Linked DNA regions of Rattus norvegicus: region 1 is linked to region 2. Evidence: chromatin contacts called from public Hi-C data. All regions are on one chromosome and are shown on one strand. Each heading gives the region's core, a stretch centred on a gene start, on an enhancer-like site or on the middle of the called end of the contact. The rest is flanking DNA. Distances are from core to core; before and after follow the strand shown. Region 1 holds the start of Inip (INTS3 and NABP interacting protein). Region 2 overlaps Susd1 (sushi domain containing 1).

The links. Hi-C and Micro-C count contacts between places; a contact is called where the count stands out from the background.
Region 1: a Hi-C map of hepatocytes shows a contact between it and region 2, with 2.1 times the contacts expected there. The contact joins the promoter of Inip here to the enhancer-like site in region 2. A contact is called at or near these places in 4 of 12 Hi-C or Micro-C datasets (the A7r5 cell line, hepatocytes, kidney and 1 more) and 1 of 1 datasets of contacts at active chromatin or transcription factors (oligodendrocytes).

The regions. Positions count from the first base shown.
Region 1 is chr5:79,455,244-79,460,967 of GRCr8, forward strand. It overlaps Inip (INTS3 and NABP interacting protein), which reads right to left and starts at 2,309. Exons shown (of 5, transcript NM_001305282.2): 1 at 2,181-2,309; 2 at 686-766. The coding sequence starts at 710.
Region 2 is chr5:79,017,485-79,022,761 of GRCr8, forward strand. All of the region lies in intron 6 of Susd1 (sushi domain containing 1), which reads right to left. Among named protein-coding and RNA genes, the nearest start is that of Susd1, 51 kb to the right of the region's middle. Within about 2 kb of position 3,692, at least 45 of the 93 cell types and tissues checked have an H3K27ac peak or open chromatin away from gene starts, as enhancers often do. A contact at or near this core is called in hepatocytes and kidney, where this site is marked.

The sequences.
Region 1 (5,724 bases), core at 1,059-3,558, 440 kb after region 2:
AAGTAACAGGTGAAATGAAGCTTTTACAGCAATGAAGATAAAGCATGGTTATTACCTGACTTTAAAAGCAAGAAGAAAACAGATGCCAGAGGAGACAGGAGACCGTTTATGATGCGGGCTGGGGAGGTGGTTCAGTGGTTAAGCACTTGTTCCCAAAATCATGAGGACCAGGGTTTAGCTCCCTAAAATCCACGTACATGTTGTGTAATTTCAGCCTTGGAAGGCAGAGAGGAGAACCCTGGAGAAAGCTGGCTAGCAAGAGTAGCCAATGGGCAAGGTCTAGATTTGACTGAGAGACCCTGCCTCAGTGAGTTAGGTGCAAAGTGCTGGAAGATGATTCTCGATGTTAATCTCCAGTCTCCACATGTGTGTATGCCCACCCCTACACACATGCTCCCACACATGCAAACATGCATATACACAGATGCACACTATACACAAGTAAATGGAAGGAAAAAGTTCACGATGTGAATCACTAATCTTAACAGGTTGAAATAAAGAATTAGTAATATTAGAAAATAAGCTGCTGATACAGTGTTAAGCTGATTTTAAATTGGGGGATTCCACTTTGCTACTCATAATTCTGGACGCAGTAACTGCTCTATACTAAATTTTCTCTACTTCAAATACATTTATTGTATGGGAGAACGTTCCTAGTAATAACAGAAATCCCAGCATGCATTACCTTGTCCTGAAGGATTTGCTGCCATCTTCCTATTCTGTGTCAATTATATTCAGTGGCCACTGATCAGGACTTTACAATCATCTGTAAAAAAATTTATGTGCACACATAAAATGCGCTGGCCTTAATTACAGTCTCAAAACCGTGAAGAACAGCTAGGCTGAGTTGGGTTTCTTAGTCTCTTCAGAAAGATAAACGTAAGCACAGGCTTAAATCAGAAACTTAGCTCTGCAAGTTCCTCATGCACTTCATTAAATGACATTTTTTTTAGTCTTGAAGTTGTTAATACCAACATTTAGCATTATTTTTAATTTACATCAAGATGTATTTACCAAATAGATCAACCTCTTGAAAGTATCCACATAATCAGTGCTAAGAAGAAAAATAAAATTCTATAAAAATCACTCTCAGGTCATCTACTGTGCTGGTGAAAGAAAGGAAGAAAGGAAGGAAGGAAGGAAGGAAGGAAAGAAAGAGCGAGCGAGCGAGCCAACCAACCAACCTAACAAGTATCTACACTGCACCATATATTGTGTAAGATGTTTCCCCCAAAAAATGTTTTTAATGAGCATTTTTATATATGTGGAAGCCAACTGTCACACGACTAAGCAAACTTAGACTCCTGGTTTCTCTGTGTGTGTGGTATATGCCCAGTGGTGAGCATGAGTGAGTAAGATAGAAAAAGGCACTGGATGGTCGCCTTGTGCTACCGCTCTCCACCTTGTTCCTTTGAAAACAGGGTCTCTCACTGAGCCTGAAGCTAGGCTGGCTGCCAGCCATCCTCACCGATCCTCCGTCTCTGCCTTCCCTCAGCTCTGGGGTGCAGGAGCTACAGCCACACCTTGTGCTTCCGACATGGATGCCGGAGATTCCAACACAGACCCTAATGCTTGGGCAGTAAGTGCTCTTACCAGCTGGGCCACCTCTCCAACTCCAAGCCTGCTTATCGCTAAGTTTAGAAATTAAGTTTTGTATTAGGCCAGGGCGAAATCACAAGACAAACTCCTCGACCGTTGAGTTTCATTCAAGTAATCACACGGCGTGGAGGAGGAAAACCAATTTAATAAATGCGCTCTTTAAAAATATGCCCGCACACCGCGGTAATTCCAGCACTCGGGAAGAAAAGGCAGAACCGCGAGTACCCGGCCAACGAGGGCTACACTGCCAGACCCTGACTCAAAACAAAACAAAACAAGGCGCGAACAAGGTTGCGGAAGTAGAGAACTATTGTTGAGCGAAGACACGAGCTCTGAGCAGTTGCCAGGTTTAAAGGACTCGCGACTCCTGCGGCTGGAGCACAGCGTGAGCGAAGCCGAGCTAACACTGAAGGCGATCAAGGCCACCCTGAGAAAGGGTCAGGATGTCCCAGGAGTCCCTGCCCGCGGGTGAAGTGGGCGAAACTCAACGGGAAGTGAGAAACCCTCGTACGCTAGTCCGCGCGAGGCCGCTGCCCGGTGGCCGGCGTTAGGGCCACACTTTTTCTGTCCTTTATACTTACCCGGAATGCGAGGAACCTCGAGAAACCTCGCTGTCCAGTCGCCGCTGTGCAGGGGGGCGCGCCCACGCAGAACCCGGCGAGAGTGCAGCAATGCGCCGCGCTACAACATTCCCGCCGGCACCAGCTTCCGCCTCCTGACTGACAGAGCCCCTGGAAGCGGAAGTCCCGCCTATCGACTGGACCCAACGGACGCTACCCAAGGTGATTTGTAGTTTAATCGCTTCTTCGGCGGGAAAGGGTTTCCCTTCCGAAGAATGACAGTCGAAGAGGCTCACGGGAGATGCAGGCCGTACAGTTGGGGGCGGAACCCAACGCTGATTGGCAGGAATGGAGCCGGGTCCCTAGCACCTAAATTGATTTTTTTTTTTTCCTGTCCTTCGAGTTTTCAGGAGACTAGCTGTCTGTCTTCAGAATTTAACCCCGGTGTTAATCCATTTCAGTAGAGCTCAGAGGGAGGTTGAGCACACTTTCAGGTTTTCACAACTTTCCTAGGAATATTTTTGTTGCCTACCGTCTGAATAAATAATTATACACAAGGAGAGCACTAAATAGGTACAAGTTTTCACTACTGTGCACAATCTGAATTTTAAAAATGAAAGTGTCGGCTGAGAGTAGTGGGGCATGCCTTTGATCCCAGCACTCTTGAAGGCAGAGACAGATCTAAGTTTGAGGCCATCCAGGTGTGCATAGTGAGCTCCAGAACAGTAAGGACTACACAGAAAGACCCTGTCTCCAAAGCAAACAAACAAAAAAGGGAAAATCACACCAAGACGCTACTGGAAACTACCTAATGCTGGGTAGCCGCACGCTAAATCTAGATGTTTACCTTAAGAAGTAAACGTGTTTGGCACACGGTGGCGCTAGGGAAGCAGAGGGAAGCATTTCTCTGAATTCAAGGCCAACCTTCTCTACAAAGTGAGATCCGGGACAGCCAGGGCTACCCAGGCAAACTCTATTTTGAAAAAAAAAAAAAAAAAAAAAACTAAAAGAAGTAAACATGTTTTGATGTGTGTTGTGTGTTCTATGGTTATTAACCACTTTCCACAACTTGCACATATGCTCTGTATTAGTATTTGGGATTCTGGAGATGTAGCTAAGTTGGTAGAGAACTTGTCTAGGATACAGGAGGCCCTGAATTTGATACCTCGCACCACATAAAATTGGGTATGGTAGTGTATACTTCTTAATCCAGCCTCAGGAATTTGGTGGGAAGAGGATCACAAGGTACATAGGTACATAGCAAGTTTGAGGCCAGTATTGACTACATAAACCTTATTTCTAAAATAATAAATGTTTGTTACTGTTTCTGATGCACAACGGTAAGTTCAACACCAAGAATTTACTTAGTTCACAGCAAAAAAAAAAAAAAAAAAAAAAGTTGAGTGTTTTCCATGTGCTGGGTGCCTGCTGTCCATCAGCTTGTGTCTGCCTGTGATTTGTATCTGGGAAACAGAGATGTTACTACATTGTATCCAGCCATGAGCTGAGCTAAAGCCCGCAAACTCTGCCAGGTTCTTAACTTCCGAATACTGTCTTTGCTCTAGAACGGCAGTTTTCAATTTGTGTGCAGGGATTACATATAAGGTAGCCTTCATATCAGATATTTACACTGATTCTTAGCAGTAGCAAAGTTGTAGTTAGGAAGCAACAGAGAAAATAATCTTTTTTTTTCTTTTTTTTTTTTCTTCTTTTTTTCAGAGCTGGGGACCGAACCCAAGGCTTTGCGCTTGCTAGGCAAGCACTCTACCGCTGAGCTAAATCCCCAACCCCGAGAAAATAATCTTATGTTTGGGGGTCACCACAGCAAGAGAAACTGTACTAAAGTGTCAAAGCATTAGGGATTCCTCTAGAACCAGCTCTTAGTGATTTTTTTTCCCCCTTGAGACAGGGTTTTGGTACTTAGAGGCTGTCCTTGAACTCACCTTGTAGCCCAGGCGGCAGACTGGAAAACTCCTTCTCACCTTCCTGAGTCCTGGCACTTATAGGCCTGTACCCTCATACCCAGCTCTACTAACTACTTTAATTAAAATATAAAGCATGTTGGCAATAAATACATTTGAGTCTCTTCTGTGATCTTCTGGGAAAATGCAGCCTTATTCAAGCTTAAAAGTCCTAACAAATTCTTTCAGTTAAAAGGTCGAAGTGAGGCTGGGTGTGACTTAAAAAGATAAATGGTTTCTATATTCTTAGGAGAATTTTTTTTTTGTCCTGTTGCCCAAGTAGTCAGTACAGGAAACAGGGCACAGGAAGCTCTTTAATTCCTAAACAGGAAAACAGAAGATTTAATTAGATGAAAGTGTTTACTACCCTAATCATGACCTGGTGAATATATACATCTCACTATTACACTGCATTGCCTACATATGTACAATTAAAACATTACACATTAAAATAATGGACATTCTGAAAGAACATTGTTTAAGGAGTGGAAGAAAATTCTTCCAAAACATTTTGTAGTTTCTTGTCCAGTTCAGTATGTGAGGATTGGGGGAGCATGACCAGCAGGAAGGTAAGTTTCACTCATGACCAATTGTTTGGCCTTTTGTTTTGTGAATAGCAGTCCTTGAAAACAGTTCGTCTTCTCCCTGCAGTGCTGGAACTTCTATAGGCCAGCCAGGGTTACATAGGGAGACCCCGTCTCAAAAACAAGGGGAAGGAGGTGTTGAAATAATTTTGTATAAGCGAAAGGAGCCTGAACTGTCGTCGAACCACTTAGGAAACTGTGAATACACTGTCTTTCCTTTCTCTTTTTCTGTGTTGCCCAGGCTAGTCTCAAGCATGTGGGCTCAAGTTCTACTGCCTCAGCTTCCAGAGCAGCTGGGCCTAGGATGTATAAAGCGTTGGTTACATTTATTTATCTGTTTTAGTTGTGTGTGTATGAGTGTTTTGCCTGCCTGCATGTATGTGGAGGCCTGGTGCTTATGGAATCCAGAAAAGAGTGTTGGGTTCCACGGGTCTGGATGTACAGGTGGATGTATAGAAACAGAACCTGGGTCCTCCGGAAGAGCAGAAAGTGTGTTGTTGTTGTTGTTGTTGTTGTTGTTGGTGGTGGTGGTGGTGGTGGTGGTGGTGGGGGTGGTGGTTTGGTTGTCTGGTTGGTTGGTTTTTGAGACACTGTTAGGCTTGGAAGAGGATCATCTAGTTAAGGGAAATGGCCTGATTCCTTTAGAATGAAATTATCTTCGAGATATTCTCTACAAGGATAGTTAAATTTGATGAGCGAGGGGTGGGGGAGCGGGGGAGACTTTCACCGACTTGTCCAGTAGATGGCAGCAAAGAGCAGAGCATAGGACATACAAGAGCGAAGACCAGGCACTTTGACCAGACTATGAAAGACGAATAGTTTGCTATGACTGTGAAGGTATTGGATGTTGGTCGCCTAAGGATTATACTGGTAAGTGGGTACTTGTATCCAAACATTTTACTCTCCCTCCATCACCGTGCCTTGGTGTGTGATAACATGTGGTTGGACTTGAACATTTCCTACTTTGCATGAAAACAGGAAAAGCTTATCCTTAAAGGAGAGGTGGGCTTAACTCCAAAG
Region 2 (5,277 bases), core at 2,442-4,941:
GAAAAAGGTACACTAATTCTAATCATGCCAATAATTGAAAATCGCATAGGGACTGACAAGATGGTTGAGTGGATAAAGGCGCCTGCCAGCAGGAGGATGACCTGAGTTTGATCCTCAAAACCGTGAGGAGGAAACAATACTCCCGTAAGTTGGCTTCTGACCTCTGCACGCACCGACACATACACACAACTAAGAAAACAAGTGCCATAAAAATCAAAAACAAAGAGATAAGAGAAAAAAGCATACAAAAGTCTTGTTCGGTCTGGTCTCCTCTGTCACTTACTGCCCATGACTAAGAGCATTGCTACCCAATGACAGGCATCCTCCTGTGTCAAACACTGGACTGTGAAGAAGACTAGACCATCAGTTCTTCCCTCAAGAAGCACGTTGCTTAGTGGAAGGAGCAAACGCAGCGGCAGGCAATCAACCCACGGTCCACAGCACCACAGGCTTCACACAAACACAGAAGGGCACAAAGGAGGAGGACCCGGAAGACCCGGGAAATTCAGTTTCATGGCGGGCGCAGCCTTGGAACATAAGTAGCTGTAGAGTAGTGGGGAGAGGGGGGCAGGGAGAAGAGTGAGTCTGAGTATCAGGCCAGTGAAACAAATGTCAGCTAGGTACAGAAGCGAGGCTGCGGAGGAAGCACAGGATGCAGCCGGGGAAGGGCTTGCTTGCCAGATTGTGGACAGACACTCTGAGCAGAGGCAAGCTGCAGGATAATGATGGGGACCATTTTCCATTCGAAAGGAAGCATTAGGGTGCAGAAGGACCGGAGGTCATAAAATAGAATATAATGCTATTTCCTCAACAACAACAACTATATGTCAGGCTCAGACTGCTCTTCCCAGGCCTGATTTCATTCTCCCAGCAGTCATAAGAAGCAGTAATAGAACGAACACTTATTAAGTTATAACTATGGACCAGAGAGTATGCACAGGACTTTAACCTTCAAAACATCCTGGCTGGACAGAGCCATGTCCAGCTTACGGTCCCAAGGCTTGGATGTTAAGTAACCTGCAAGGGTAAGGCGACATGAGGGACAGAGTCCAGACTCGCAATTAGACGTGTGCGTCAGACTCCCCTGCTAGGAGCCTCTTCGCTAAAGTAATCAAGAGGCTACAGGATAAAATCTGGGTGCTGTATTATAAAACAAGAAACAACTCTGAAGGAGAGGACTGGGAGGTGAGGGAGGAAGGACAGAGAGAAGTCCAGGCTGAATGCCAGCCTTTGAGCCCAAGAATCTGAATGAATGGCCCTTCACTGTTTTCCTCAGAAGCACAAGAAGAGACAGAGCAATGAACTGCATTTAGGACATGTCAGATATGAGTTATCTGTTTACTGTCCAATGGAAAAACGGCCCAAAAAGCCATGGGTTGTGCATAGAAACAGAAGACGTGGGCGGGTGAAAGTAAGACATCCAAGTAGGTCACAGAGAGGGGCTCAGTGCAGATCCCTGATATCCAAGAAGACCCTCAGACAAGGGCAGTGTGGGGGACAGGGGGGCTGAGACGAGTCCCTAAGAGAAAGTATGCTCAGGAAGCGAAGGACGGTGGGGAGTGTGGCCCCCCTCCACTCTCAGTCTGCTTCCTCACTCCATCCAGGGAGGGTACAGCACGTCATTAAGGCCAAGAGGCAAGGTCAACCTCCTTCACTTCCACCCTAGCAAAGGCAACCTCCCTCTCTCCCACTCTGCATCCCTTTTCCTTAGTGAAACAGTCCCAGTCAAGCTTAGACTTGGGGTTTGACATTGGTCAGAAGTAGGGAGAACAGGCCTTGGGTCTGTCTAGCTCTAGGACATACAGGCATCTCCAGTGTGACACAAAGAAGGGCCCTACAAGGTCCTATTGAACCTGTACTGGATTTGGGATAATAAAATATTCAGCTTGGCTTTACTTTATCCCGTTTGTGTAGGGTACTTGTACAAATATAGTATATGGGTATATGTATAGCACACATATATGTGGATTTTTTTTGATATTCAGTTAACATCTAGTATTTCTCTGTGTGGCATTTACTGTATTTTTAATCAGTTATTTAATGTCTACTTCTTAGAGTGAAACTTGGTCATTGCAAAAGCTGCACTTATCTCTTTAAACCTAACAAATGACTTAGACAAAGACATTCACAACGTGTCTTCTTATCTGATTGATTGGTTAGACAAATGAATGGGTGATCAGCAACACTAAAGTATAGAAGGGTTAGGTAGGGTTAGGACAGCACATGGGTTTAGCAGCTAGATGGTAAGGAGAAGGTAATGCTAATTCCCCTTCCATGATAGGCAGAGATAACAAGGGAAGGAAAGGAAACTCTCTCAGAAGACCCACTGTACAGGGTCATCGGGGACCAGTCTAGTTTACTCTCCTGGTTTACAACGTGGGCCCCTCTTTGGGTTTTGAAAACACAGAAAGAATGAATTCAGGTGGATACGTTCAATATTGTCTCCAGTCTAAACAGTTCCTGACTCCAAAAAAGATCCGATGATCTTATGACAGAGGCCACAGCCAAACTCTGAGGCCATTCCCAAGCAGACTGCAAAGCAGGCACACTTGATGACTGTGGCAGCAAGGCACGGGGACACATCACGGAACAGATGTGTGCTTGCCTATAAACAGCCCTACGCCTCCTTCCTTTGTGTTCAGCCCTAAGGTAAAGTCAGGTAAAGTGGGTAAAAGCATCATGCCTAAACCACTAAAGTAAATTACACACTTTACGGTGATATTCGTGGCACATGAATAAATGTTTATTGTTCCCTGGGTATTAGTTTTTGTGCACTTTAGGAAAACACATCTACCTCATCAGAGTCATGATATACCTTGTATTACAAAGAATCCTTGATTGGTGTATTAAAACTAAGATTGTCTCCCAGGCGTGGTGATGTGTGTCCATAGACTTAGCTTGGGAGACTAGGGCAGGGAGACCTCTCAAGAACAGGAATTTAAGACTTGCCTGAGCAACGTAGCAAAACCCCTAAATACGCCTGCGTGTGTAAAATCTGTGAATATATGTGTGTATATATATAATTACATATATGCTACTTAAGAAAAACAAGCTGTGAAGATAATTCTTTAGTTATATCAAAGGTCGTCAGGGTGGCATGCAAACAATTCAATCGTGGGACAGCATGAACAGGCAAGTGAGGGCTTCCACGGCTTCCAGGCTTGAGTTCAAATCAGAACTCCGTCGAGCACTGGTTACAGAATGACCCTAAGGAAATTGCTCAACCTCCATGAGTCTCAGATCACTGAACTGAAAATACTTGCTTTACAGGTTTCGAGGGTAAAATGAGATCAAGCACTAGGGTCCCCAAGGGAACCCTGGGTGTGGCAGCTGGTGTGCAGGATCCCAGCAATGATATTGGTAGCGATGAGTGTCATGTACATCCTCAGACCCAGCCCAGCGGTGGCTAATGCAGTACTGTGCCCATTCATCCCAGACAGCCCTTGCTTCCCACTTAAAACGTACGTGCTTCAAGCAAGCACTGGCTAGGCTGGTGAGAAGGGCTGACAGCCAAGGAGGGACAGCGGGTAACAGGAGCTTGGTAGCATTCGCAGTAGTGCCGGGGGCAGGTTGTGGGATGCAGAAAGGTTCCTGGGAGAACAACAGTCTGTGTTTCGACAGAGTTGTTGCTCTCCTAAGAGCATGGAGTGATGGACTGACCGAGTGTGGAGTGTTAACCTTGTAATTATTAACCCAGACTGGAAACATGAAAGGTAAATGACCTGTGTAGAATGGGAGCCAGGGACAGCCTTATCAAGAACAAATCAGCCTCTTTGATCTTGAAGTAAAACTGAGTCATTAATGTGAAGCTTCCACCTCGGGTTTTTCCAGACACTAAAGTAGTTGCCTAATTCCCAGCTGTCTGGAGTTTCCAGTTCAAACTGGCCTTAGAGGAAAAAGTCCTACCACCTTGTTAAGAGTTCACACTCTATTAAAAAACATTACAGATCTGAGCCACTAACACAGAGGCACGGGGCTTTCAAAGATACTTTAAAGCAATCTAAACAATCTGTGTACAGATAATCCGTCCTACCCAGTCAGAAATTAAACACAGGCATATAGACAGAGGGGTAGACGGAGGGAATTCAAGGGAAGATGACGGCAGGGGAAGAGGTGAACCGTGAAACACAATAAAATAAAAACACACTGGGGGATTCGGGATGGCTTAAGGTTGAGGAAAAACTGGGAAAAGAGGGAGCAGCCAAGCAAGAACCATGACAACCACATCTCTTGCTCCATTTCCAGAAGCTTCTCCAGCCTTCCCCTCCAGAGATGATCTGCACAGAAGCATGAATTAATCAGCATGCAAATCCCTCCCTTTATCTGTGAAAATCGAATTTAGCTGCCAATCCTGATCGAGGGCACACAAGCCTCCTCACAGAAAGAGCCTCACTCCCGGGGAGAATGCCTTTTTCTCTCCTGAAATCAAAGCTTGCATAAGCCCAGGGAAACAGCTGCAGCTGGAGCTGCAGACTTAGTAAAAGGTGGAGGGCTGAGGACAGTAATTATAATTAGCGGTTACATAACATGTTTGCTCTTCAAAGTGCTGCAAAAGGATCAGCTAATTAATAGCTTACTGTGCCCCGCGCAGATCCCCTGGTTTTTCATGGAGTGACTAATCCTTGTGCCCCCACTGAATTCTGAATGGTGGCAGCAGAGGACCTTGGGCAGCGAGACCACAGCGATACCCAGCTCTCTTATGGAGCCATTTCTTGGGGAACAGTTCTGGGAGAGAGCTGTCTTACATCCTCCGGGTAAGTCCTGGAGGTGCTGCCAGAGAGGCGATGCTAAGTTAGAGAGACCATCAGTCTAGGGAGGTTGGCTTTAGAGAAAATGCAAGATGGTACTGGCTTGTTCTTGCTTCCCTGCTCACCCAGGGAGACATCTCCGAAATGAGGTGGCCTAGATCTCTGAATTCTCATCTTCTGTTTCCTCCCCACTCCACAGCCTACACCTTTTGAATATACGATGGTGATAGCTGAATGTAAGAATTGTCTGTCTCCTCCAAGAGTTCCTTCCCCACAGGTTTCAGCAGCCTATGATGCTTTGAATTTATTTACAAACCATTGCAAGGACATGTGAACCTGCATTTCCTCAGGAGAAAGCTGGTTCTTCTACCACACTGTAAATTCCAAAAACGTAGTGCTTTGCACATAGAGTACACTAAATATACATATATATCTTTGGGATGAACAGATGGGCAGGATGGATGTCATCAAATTTCTCTCATAGGGATGGCGAATTGGCTCGGACCATTGGTGCTTATCAAGCAAGTGT